Regions from separate parts of the Mus musculus genome. Here all the other regions are linked to region 1. The links are chromatin contacts, called in public Micro-C and promoter capture Hi-C maps. All regions are on one chromosome and are shown on one strand. The core of a region is the stretch at or near the end of the contact, and the rest is flanking DNA. Distances in the headings are between cores, read along the strand shown. Region 1 holds the start of Gfod2 (glucose-fructose oxidoreductase domain containing 2). Region 2 holds the start of Ripor1 (RHO family interacting cell polarization regulator 1). Region 3 holds the start of Hsd11b2 (hydroxysteroid 11-beta dehydrogenase 2).

Evidence for each region. Promoter capture Hi-C pulls out the DNA fragments that hold promoters and counts their contacts. Hi-C and Micro-C count contacts between places; a contact is called where the count stands out from the background.
Region 2: a contact with region 1 is called in a promoter capture Hi-C map of pre-B cells, with 3 times the contacts expected there. The contact joins the promoter of Ripor1 here to the promoter of Gfod2 in region 1. A contact is called at or near these places in 6 of 39 promoter capture datasets (3T3-L1-derived adipocytes, the C10 cell line, the HPC-7 cell line and 3 more), 1 of 15 datasets of contacts at CTCF or cohesin (CD8 T cells), 3 of 484 Hi-C or Micro-C datasets (B cells, CD8 T cells and embryonic stem cells), 7 of 115 datasets of contacts at active chromatin or transcription factors (the 230-238 cell line, the SCID.adh cell line, bone marrow-derived macrophages and 2 more) and 4 of 9 other capture datasets (adipose tissue, liver, macrophages and 1 more).
Region 3: a Micro-C map of embryonic stem cells shows a contact between it and region 1, with 3 times the contacts expected there. The contact joins the promoter of Hsd11b2 here to the promoter of Gfod2 in region 1. A contact is called at or near these places in 3 of 39 promoter capture datasets (the 3T3-L1 cell line, hippocampal neurons and pre-B cells), 1 of 484 Hi-C or Micro-C datasets (embryonic stem cells) and 1 of 9 other capture datasets (pancreatic islet).

The regions. Positions count from the first base shown.
Region 1 is chr8:105,757,077-105,760,550 of GRCm38.p6, reverse strand. It overlaps Gfod2 (glucose-fructose oxidoreductase domain containing 2), which reads left to right and starts at 1,944. Exons shown (of 3, transcript NM_027469.5): 1 at 1,944-2,097.
Region 2 is chr8:105,603,576-105,606,902 of GRCm38.p6, reverse strand. Ripor1 (RHO family interacting cell polarization regulator 1) reads right to left here and starts at 1,674. Exons shown (of 22, transcript NM_001081241.2): 1 at 1,553-1,674.
Region 3 is chr8:105,516,714-105,520,175 of GRCm38.p6, reverse strand. It overlaps Hsd11b2 (hydroxysteroid 11-beta dehydrogenase 2), which reads right to left and starts at 1,430. Exons shown (of 5, transcript NM_008289.2): 1 at 1,047-1,430. The coding sequence starts at 1,311.

The sequences.
Region 1 (3,474 bases), core at 695-3,194:
CTTTAATCCCAGTACTTGGGAGGCAGAGGCAGGCAGATTTCTGAGTTTGAGGCCAGCCTGGGCTACAAAGTGAGTGCCAAGACAGCCAAGGCTACACAGAGAAACTCTGTCTCAAAAAAAAAAAAAATAAAATAAAATAAAATAAAAAATGTTACAAAAAGAAAAAGGAAGCAGGTGGTGGCTAAGTTACTGGAGGTAGGTTTACTGAAGGTGATATGTTCTTAGAAAAGGTTTGCTTTTATTTTTGTTTTGTTTGGTTTTGTTTTTTTTTGTTTTTGATAGGGTTTCTCTGTGTAGCCCTGGCTGTCCTGGAACTCACTCTGTAGACAAGGCTGGCCTCGAACTCAGAAATTCACCTGCCGCTGCCTCCCAAGTGCTGGGATTAAAGGTGTGCGCCACCACCCACCACCGCCCAGCCAGCTACAATTCTTAAGGAAGAGTTAATGAGGAAGAAATGGGAAATCAGATAAGTAACTTTTGGTAGACACAACTGGAGTTGTATGCAAATGACGTCTACTGGGTAGAGGCCAAGGATACTGTTAAGCATCCTATAGCAAAAGGCTCTAGCCAACAAAAAACTATCATGCTTCAAATGACAGTAGTATCCCTACTGAAAAACCTTGATCTAAGAATTACCATGGTCAAGAAATAAAAAAAAGTACATCCAATTTTTAAAAAAGATATTTTTATTTATACAAGTACATTGTTGTTGTCTTCAGACACACCAGAAGAGTGTATCAGATCCCATTACAGATGGCTGTGAGCCACCATGTGGTTGCTGGGAACTGAACCCTGGTCTTCTGCAAGAGCAGTCAGTGTTCTTAACCACTGAGCCACCTCTCCAGCCCAGCACATCCACTTTTTATTTTTAACTCTGATCCTTTGTCTCCAATGGACAGGAGACAAAGGCCCATTTGAAGAAGAGGATTCAAAGTTAAGATTTTGTTTCACTCTGGAAGTTGCCAGGGGTAGAGACAAAGTGGTAATGGTGGCAAGTCCTACAACTGATAAAGGGTCACAGAACCCCCTCAGGTCAGCAGGCATAGTCTATCTCTCCAGCTTGCTGTGGGATGAGGACTGGGAGCCTCCCTTTTTGCAACTAAGAAGTAACCAAGAGAGTCTTCCCACACACATACATAAACAAAAAACCAACCCAGTCACATTCTACAGAGCCAATTTCACACTGAAGTCAACCGGCTTCACTGTAAAACTAAGGCTGACCTCATTACAAGATGTATTTCCCTGGGAGAACACAGGCTCCATAAGGAGGTCAGGGGAACTTCAGATTACAGCCTAAAAGAGAAACGACGTTTAAAGAACAACTAAAGAACACCCAGAGAAAGAGACCAGACACCTGAGCAAACACGAAAGCCAATCTTTCCTGTCAAGAAATCTGACCAGGCCCGGCATGGTGGCGCACACCTTTAATCCCAGCACTTGGGAGGCAGAGGAAGAGGCAGAGGCAGGCGGATTTCTGAGTTCGAGGCTAGCCTGGTCTACAAGTGAGTTCCAGGACAGCCAGGGCTATACAGAGAAACACTGTCTCGAAAAAAAAACAAAAAACAAACAAACAAACTAAAAAAAAAAAAAAAAAAAAACGAACAAAAAAGAAATCCGACCAGTTGGAGATACCTGTGCTTCTACATAGGTCGTTGTCGAGACCTTCATTCCAGGAAACACTCTAAAGCATCTATCTACATTCTTGAGGCCGGTTGGCAAATCTGAGAGCGCCCGAAGCTGGAAGCACAGCTACCATCAACACATCTACCACCGAAAACTTGACAGCAATAGGCTCCCTGAAGGTTTCCCAAGCACCACCCCCAAGGCGCGAGCATGCGCAGCTCTTCATCCCGGCCCCGCCTCCCGCGGGTCCACCTCCCATCACTGAGCATGCGCTGTCCTCCTGCCGCCCCGCCCCTCCGTACCAGAGACCCCTGTTCCTTAGAAACCAGGCGGCGTGTTCCCGGTATCGGTGCTTTGGATTCCGGCGCGCGCGCATCCGCACTAGCCTCCCTCAGGGCAGGCGGACGGCCTCGGAAACCCCTCCGGATCCATGGTCTCTCGTGCAGCTCTGGGCGGGCAATGCCAGCATGCCAGGTGAGAGGCAGCCGGCGGCGGGCGAGGGTGAAAGAGGGCATGGCGCGGCCGGGAGCGGGCGCTGGCCCGGCCTCTGCCGCCGCCCGGCTCCGGAGGTTGGAAGCGAGTATACGCGGGGGCCCTGGCTGGAGGAGGGCTGTGCTAAATGCCAGTGTGTGCACGGCATTGAGTACGAGGTCGCTCCGAGGTTCGTTTTCTCCACCTCGGAGATGGGACCTGCTACATTCGGACGCAGAATTTTGGATCCTGTAAGGATCTTGCTTGAACCTAACCCATCCCCATAAAGATGTGAAACCCTAGGCTACCCCGCCCATTGCGGAGCAGATCACCCCATTACCTGAGTGAGGATGGGCGCTTTGTGGATGAGGATTTGTGAGGTGTGGACACTTCAGACAAAGGACTCGTCGCCTTACTAGCTATTGAAAAATGAGATTGCACTTGAGGCAGAAAGTATGTAAGAAACTGGTGTTCAGGTAAAAGCTTGAAAAAGGAACATCCTAGAAGCATTTGATTTACCCTGCCAGCCCTGCCTGAGTGCCTGGTTGGCCATGGCCTGCTTTTGTAGCTCAGGAAACAAACAAACAAACAAACGGATGGACTTGTGGAAACAAAAGATGAGATGAGGTGTTTCTGTCAGGGCTTTATTACAGCCCTGGTGAGGAAAGACATGCCTGGAGAGATGGGCATTGGTGAATGGCCATGAGGACAGTTTGCCTTCCGGACTGCCTCAGAATCTAAAGAACAGGACGGAAATGTAAAGGTATAAAATTGCGTTGGATAGACAGCAAGGAAGTTATCTTACACTTATGTTCCTTGCTCCCAGTGTCCTGCTAAGTAAAGAGTACATGAGAAAGAAATGAAAACCGGCCGCAGCACTAACTTTATGATTTGTGGCCACAAAGACTTTTTTATTTTTTCCCCCCTCGAGACAGGGTTTCTCTGTGTAGCCCGGGCTGTCCTGGAACTCACTCTGTAGACCAGGCTGGCCTCGAACTCAGAAATCCACCTGCCTCTGCCTCCTGAGTGCTGAGATTAAAGGCGTGTGCCACCACTGCCCGCGCACAAAGACTTCTTAATGGAAGACCATTCAGTTGAAAGAAACAGCCCGTATGATATGAAGTGGTAAAGAGAAGATGATTGTCTTTGAGTAGGGGAAGCTAGATTTGTTTGTGATAGGAAACTCACTTCCTCCTGAAAAACTACACCAGAGAACACAAAAGCTGCAGGACACCCATTTTACAGAAATCGAGAAAATTAACTCTTTAGGACTAGAATTGAAAACATGTTTTGGAGCCCAGAAGTGGAGATTTTTGTAGGCAGTTCTTTTGGTAGAATCTATATTTTATAGATAAAAATTCTGTTGTAAGGAATGTACTC
Region 2 (3,327 bases), core at 425-2,924, 150 kb after region 1:
CAAAAGGGTGGCTGCAAGGGAGAAGGGGGTCGCGCGCAAAAGCCTGTCCCTGTCTCCATGGCAACTGCCCCAAACCTAGTTGCTGACGTCATCTGGCAGCCGCCAACCAGAACTGCCACTGAAAAGGGGAGGGGGGCCTGCTATGGCCTAAGACCCCCACCCCACCCCGGAACCGGGTGGAGACTACTTAGTGGCCTCACTTCCTGCCAGCCTCCTCCCTGGTCAGCTGGTCACATTCCCTGTCCCGCCGCGTTCTGGGAGCTGGACAGCCTCCCCCGGCTAGGTCTGGCTAGGTCGCGAGTCCCAGCGGTGGCGGATTGGGAACGCTCTGACTCACTCTCGCCCTCCTCGCCTGGTTTTCCACCTAGGCAGATCCTAGTCCAAACGCCTTGTGCGCTCCCCTCCCTCCCACCCAAACCCAGGCCCAGGGACTGCTCATCTCGCTCTGCTGCCCACAGGGCCCAGGACTGTGTGGGAGGTAGACGAGGGAGCCTTGGCAGTCCTTGTCCGGCTGTAGTGCTCCCAACCCCCACTGTCAATACTAGAGAGGTGGATAGTGAATTCTTGCTTCTTCCCAACCCAGCTGTGTGACCTTGAAAATGCTGCTAACCTCTCTGGCCCAGTATTTACATCTGCCAGATGGTCATACACCTTCTCAGAAGGCTGCATGTCAGTCGAATGTGCAGGTCCAAGACGCACGCAGCCACATAGACGGTGGCCAGGACACCGTTATTATTGTATTAGATTTTACACACGAGACCAGCCTGCACGCACATCAGAAATGATTTGGAAGGGCCGGTAAGAGAGGTCACACTCAGACTTAACTTAAGATAGGAGGACAGAGGGTCCTAAAAGCTGACATAGCCGGGGCTCTAGCCCTGGTTGAACAACCCCTTCCCCAAACCAGTTCTACAGGATGCTTAGTTCTGACTGTTTGCTGAGTCCCCATAGCAGCTTCCATTTCCAGGGACAGGGTCTGTCGACCGCCGCCAAAACGACCTTCTCCAGCTTCAGCTTCGGTTTGGGTGGAGAGTGTGGCCTCGGGCAAATTCAGTCTTCAGTCACCTCGGGCCTGGCCCCAAAGCAGCTTAGGTCGACCAGGGCCAGGAACACTAGCTAGCTCATCTAGGGGGTCTCCTGCACCCTGTCGCCCCGTTCCCATTCCCAGATCAGCCTCTGCCGCACCGCAGGCTCCAGGATAAAGCCAATCCCAGGCCCAGAAAGGCGTCTCAGGCTCGCCCTCGGGCCTGCCCACAGTGGAGCCCCGGGGCACTGCCGTGGCGGCCTGGGCGCGGAAGGGAAGGGAGGAGGCGGCGGGCGCGGCAGAGCCGGAGGCGGCGGCTTTTGTGGGGCGAAGCTGCGTTCTCCGTGCCCGGGGTGGGGGTGGGGGTGGGGAGAAAAGACACGGCGCGATCCGGGTCGCGAGAACGGGGTGAGGCGGGACCCGGTCGCAAGTCCGGGAGCCGATGGGCGGCGCGGGTGCAGGACGCACGGGATCCACAGCTCGCCCCTTCTCCCCGCCACGGCCTTAGGAAACGGCGCGGACACTCACATGGCTGCGCTGGGCTGCAAGGACCTCGCGCTGTCGGTACTCTCGGCGTTGCCCGGCCTGCTCGCGCTGCAGCTGCCGCTGTCGCCGCGGCCGGCGCCTGCCCCTCCCTCCTCTCCGCCGCCCCGCCCCGCCCCTCTGGGCCCCACCTCCTGCGCTCCCCTCCGGCTCCCGCACCCCGAAGGGGCGCCCACAGCTCGCTCCGCCTTCGCGAGTTACCCGGCAGAGTGGTCTGCCTACCGTGTCAACCAGCTTGTGGAAAGGGAGAGCGAAGGGAGAGCGAAGGTGTCTGCGGGAACCGGACAGCTTCCTGGGAACTGCATGCAGACCTTAAATCTGGGGTAGGGGGCGCTAGGGAACCCCTCCTACTTGCCTCTTACCCAGATCTCTGCAGCTCTAAAGACCTCAGGCTCCCTTCCTGTCACCATAAACAGGTTCTTGGAGCTGACACGGAAAGTTGGGGTGGTTGGAGGAAGTGCTTAGGGTCTGGAGAGGCTTAGATAAGGGAACCAGAATCTGGCCTAACCGTCGCACACCTTCTGGGTTGAAGTTCTGCCCCTCATCCCTTCCCACTTTTTCAGCCAGCCTCAGTTTCCCGCTGTAGGATCAGAGAGCCTTTTCGACAACGTCTTCCTTATAAATAGGGCTCATAGCTAGGCCAGGCAAGCGTGTAACCACTCAGCGGGTACTGCTTTCTGGGGAGTTACAGATTTTGTTTCTGGGATATAAGTGACTAACCTGGTAAGGTCTGGGTATGCGTACTGGGAACATACATTGGCCATGGGGGTCAAAGGCAAAAATGAGTTATGGTGTAACAGAGAGCTGGCCTGACCAACAAGCTGACTCCAATCCCCTACCCCTCCCATTATTAACCAGATGCTATTAGCTCTCTCCAACCCCCTGTCCCTATCCTCCACCTCTTGGCGTTCCTGTTTCCTGCAACATCTCATCTTTTGAGGTAGGTCAGGCATACTCAGGGGTGGTCTGATGGATTTTAAGAGGTGCCTGAATTTCTGAGCCTGACACTGATCCTGAGCGTAGGTCTCAACAACCCGATATGGTAGGATTCTGGAATACCAACATCTTCATCCCCCTAGGCTCTTTCCAGAGACACCCTCAGCCTCTTTCTCAACCCTCCAGGCTTTTCCCCCAGAACACTTGCTTGTTCCAGAGCCCTGGATGCCCTTGTGAATGCCCCCATCCCTTTCCCAGGATTTTTTTTTCTTTTAAACACAGGGTCTAACACTATGTAGCCCTGGCTGTTCTGGAACTCTCTCTGTAGAGCAGGCTGGCCTCAAACACCCAGAGATCACCCAGAGATCTACCTGCCTCTGCCTCCCAAGTGCTGGGATTAAAGGCATGCGCCACCACTGCCGGGCTCTTTTTTTTTATTTTTTATTTAATTTATTTAGTTTTATTTTATGTGCATTGGTGTTTTGCCTGCATGTATATCTGTGTGAGGATGTCAGATCCCCTGGTACTGGAATTACAATTGTGAGTGATTGGCCTGTGGGTGCTGGGAATTGAATCCAGGTTCTCTGGAAAAAACAGCCAATGTTTTGAACTGCGGAGCCATCTCTCCAGACCCCCCTCCCCAGAACTCTCAAAACTTGTCGTCCCTGGACCTCTGGCTAGCTCTAAAGCTTCCCCCTTCAGCAAAAGATTCTTCAAGTACTTTTTCGGCAGATGACCTCTTCTCTTTTTTTCTCGGTCAAGTTTCTGACCAACTCCTCTCAGACCTTGAATCAGGACCAGGTAGCAAGCAAGCCACCTGCATG
Region 3 (3,462 bases), core at 181-2,680, 240 kb after region 1:
CATCCCCCCCCCCCCCCAGCCAGACTGGTTATTGACTGTCCCCTTCCCAAACCGTGCTTATTTCTTTCTGTCTTAAACCTTTGTCTCACGCCCTTTCTAGGATCCAAGACACCTTTCAGATTCCACCTGTCACTACCCAACTCCCTCCAAGGTCCAGTTCAAGGATTTCCTCCTAAAGTCTCCCGGCCCTATCCTATCATGCAGACCACCCATAAAGGACCAAGACCTCCAAGAAGCCATGGTGGTTGGGGGAGAAACAGCTGCCCCTCCCCCCATGCAATGGACCAATGCCCCCTGGCCTTCCTCCCCCTCCCCATTTCCTGCTGGGTCTGCAGCCCCCCTCCCCTCCCCTTCCCTCCTGATGACAGATTTATTCCCTGCTCCAGACAAAGAAAGCACAGGCAGGCACTAGAGACACCTGAGTCCAGCTCTCTGAGGACCCTTTCCTGGGCACCCAGGGCTGGGCAGGATGAGGTGTTAGGTGTAGACTGCAGGCGGCTGCAGTTTTGGCAGTGGGTAGCTGGATCTAAGAAGCAGCTACTCTCCAGCTGCTGTGAACTCAGGCGGTTCTGAACTCCAAGGATTCCAGCCAGAGGAGGTCGGGGAGCAGAACTCACCATCTAAGCACTCTGCCCCCAGAGAATAGCAGATACTGTGTTCTAGTGATGTGGGGGATGTCAGGCAGAGTTCAAGAGATGGCATTATCCCCGTCTCGGGTCTTCTGAAGTCCCCTAAAGTACTGTCTTCTGCTCCACACCTGATCTCTTAAGGAGCTCAGCATAAACTAAGTTTCTCCTCTTTCAGTCACTAGTTTCCTTTGAGCACCTGCCCACTCTCTACTTTCTCACCAATAATCCTCGCGGTCGCAGGTAGTTAACCCAGACTTGGTGAGGTGCCCGGAGCTTCCTACTTGGCTCACTTTCTTGCGTTTAGAGAAGGACTCTTACGTCTGAGCTGCGGAGTTCCCCTTGATGGCGCCCAAGGGAAACCCTCTAGGTGTGCGGTCCCGCCCTCCAGCCTGGAGTCCCTGCGCTCTGCACACTCACCGGTGATGAGCACCGCGCGAGTGGCCACCGGCAGGCGAGGAGGGCGCGCTAGGCGGGACAACGCGATCCAGCCAGCACCAGCCAGCACCACGAGTGCCGCCGGCGGGGGCAGCAGGCGCTGGCACAGCCAGTCGAGAGCAGCCAGCAGGGCCAGTGCCGCCAACAACGGGCGGCCCAGACGCAGGTCTGAGCGCAGCAGCTGCAGCAGCGCGCGGGCAGCCACCAGCAGCCAGGCGCCGCCCGACGGCCAAGGCCAGCGCTCCATGACTTCGGGGCCGGGCTGGGGCGGGGCGGGGGCCTGGTTGGGGAGCGCCGAGAGGGACTCGAGGCTAGGACACGGAATGCAGAGGAACACCGGCCTGGGGTGGGAGGGATACTCGCTTTCTTTGCGGGGTCCTCGGACCCAGCTTATAAAGCGCCCTGGGGGCGGGGTTGGGGCGGTGCGAAGGCGGGGCTAGGGTGGGGCTTTCCTCCACTTCTATCTTAGCACCCCACGCCAGGCAGGTGCCCCCCCGCCCAGCCCCCCTGTCTAGATCCGTTTTCGAAGAAGCCGGAACAAAGTCCCCAAGTTGCATGAGGCGGAGCCGTCAGTCGCCAGCTTCGCCCGGGAAAGGGCCAGTCTGCCCAACCCTGTGCCTTACATCTCATTCACTCCTGTGCGCCTATTGGCATGCCAAGGACTCTGAGCCTCCGAGCTCAGGAGTGCACATCCTGCTCACGCTTCCTCAGGGATACTTAACACACACATACCACCAACATCAGCACCACCACCACCAACTTTCATTCAAGTATTCCACATTGCTGTGGCTGTGACTGCCATGACTTCCAGAACACTGCATGGAAGCAGCCAGAGTCTGCTGCCAGCCACACCCGCCCCCGCATGCAGTGCCAGGCATGGCCTTAGGTCCCTGGTACACACGCCCAAATGTGCACTCTCACCTGGGTAGTTCTCAGCCACAGCTAGGAGAGAAGGGGGGTTCTGTTTCACTTCATTTTCTTCCATAGTCTAGAACTGGGGATGGAGGGAGAGGAAGGAGGAGGAGGAGAGAGACATACATACAGAGAGACAGAAACACACAGAGAAAGACAGAGATGGAAAGGTCAATGAAGGCATCAAGGTCTCCTTTTTTCTTTAGCTTCATCTACCCCCTCCCCAGGAACCAGTTAATGGGAAGACCTGGGAGAAGGGTCAGGACAGGGTGGTCCCTGATCTGCTACACTGAGTCCCCAGGGGATGAATTAAGTAGTGTGTGGGTGCATTTCCCTCCCTGTGTGTATGAAGGTCCTTGTTTGTGTGTGGCCTGGCACCCTGCGCCACCCCCGTGTCTGGCAACCTGTGCCTAACATGCATGCCAGGGCTCTGGCAGGCACTGGGGGTTAAGTGCAGAGCGAGGAGCAAAGCCGAGCTGTGGAGATCCCTACGTCTGTGAACCCCCAGACCTTCCCCCCTTGACACACACACCTCCCCATTCCTCATCTCTATCCTTTCTAGGTCCTGAGAGGGTCATAGATTCCTTATCACAGCTCTCTGTCCTGCGGTTCATTCTCTTCCCTGTATCCAGAATCCGGTCCAGTGTTTCATGTAAACACTCAAAGCCCTCCCTTCCATCCGGGTGTGGGTTCCTGAAGAGCCAGTGAACTCTTCGGGAAGGAGCTGGTGTCCAGACTCTCTTGAGAGGAAGAACTCTGCATGAAGACCCCTGTTCCCCACTCAGAGTCACTCCTCTGTCCCCACTCAGAGTCACTCGTGTGTTTCCATCCACCCATCCTCTGTCTATAAATATGGACAATGGTGGAACCCTGGCCTGGGTGTCAGGACTTGCCTGAGTAAGCTGTGTGTCCCTGACCTTGGGTGTGTGGCTTTGAGTTCTTTTATATCTGTGTCTATGGGGTTCTATGCCCTGTGTCATGTATGACCTTATGTGTGCTTGCACATAAGTGTGTATGTGCTACGTGTGCTTCCTATAGCTTCTGTCTCCTCTTCTTGCTTCTAGGAACTCAGAGAAACAATCCTTTTCTAAACCCACTGACTCCGGTTGTTCTGAGTCAATTGTCCAGGTCAAGAAATGAATGACATGCCTTGCTTTAACTAAGTTATCCTCCTTAGAATCCAGCTACAGTTTTTCCAGCCTCAGCCACTTTAAGTACTTTCCCTAAGGTAGGAAAAAGAGAGAGAGAGAGAGAGAGAGAGAGAGAGAGAGAAAGCAGAGTCCTAGGGGGAATAGTCAAGCTTCCCCCGCCACACACACACACCAGTTCTCAGAGCAAGAAATAGACACAAGAGAGCAAGGTGGGGAGAATGGGAAGCAGGGCTCTACCCTAGTCCCATGAAGTACCTGGGGAAACCCAGGACAGGGAGAGAGGGAGACTGGCTGAGAGTAGATGGGTGGAGGGAATTGTCTTTGAGTAGGATGCT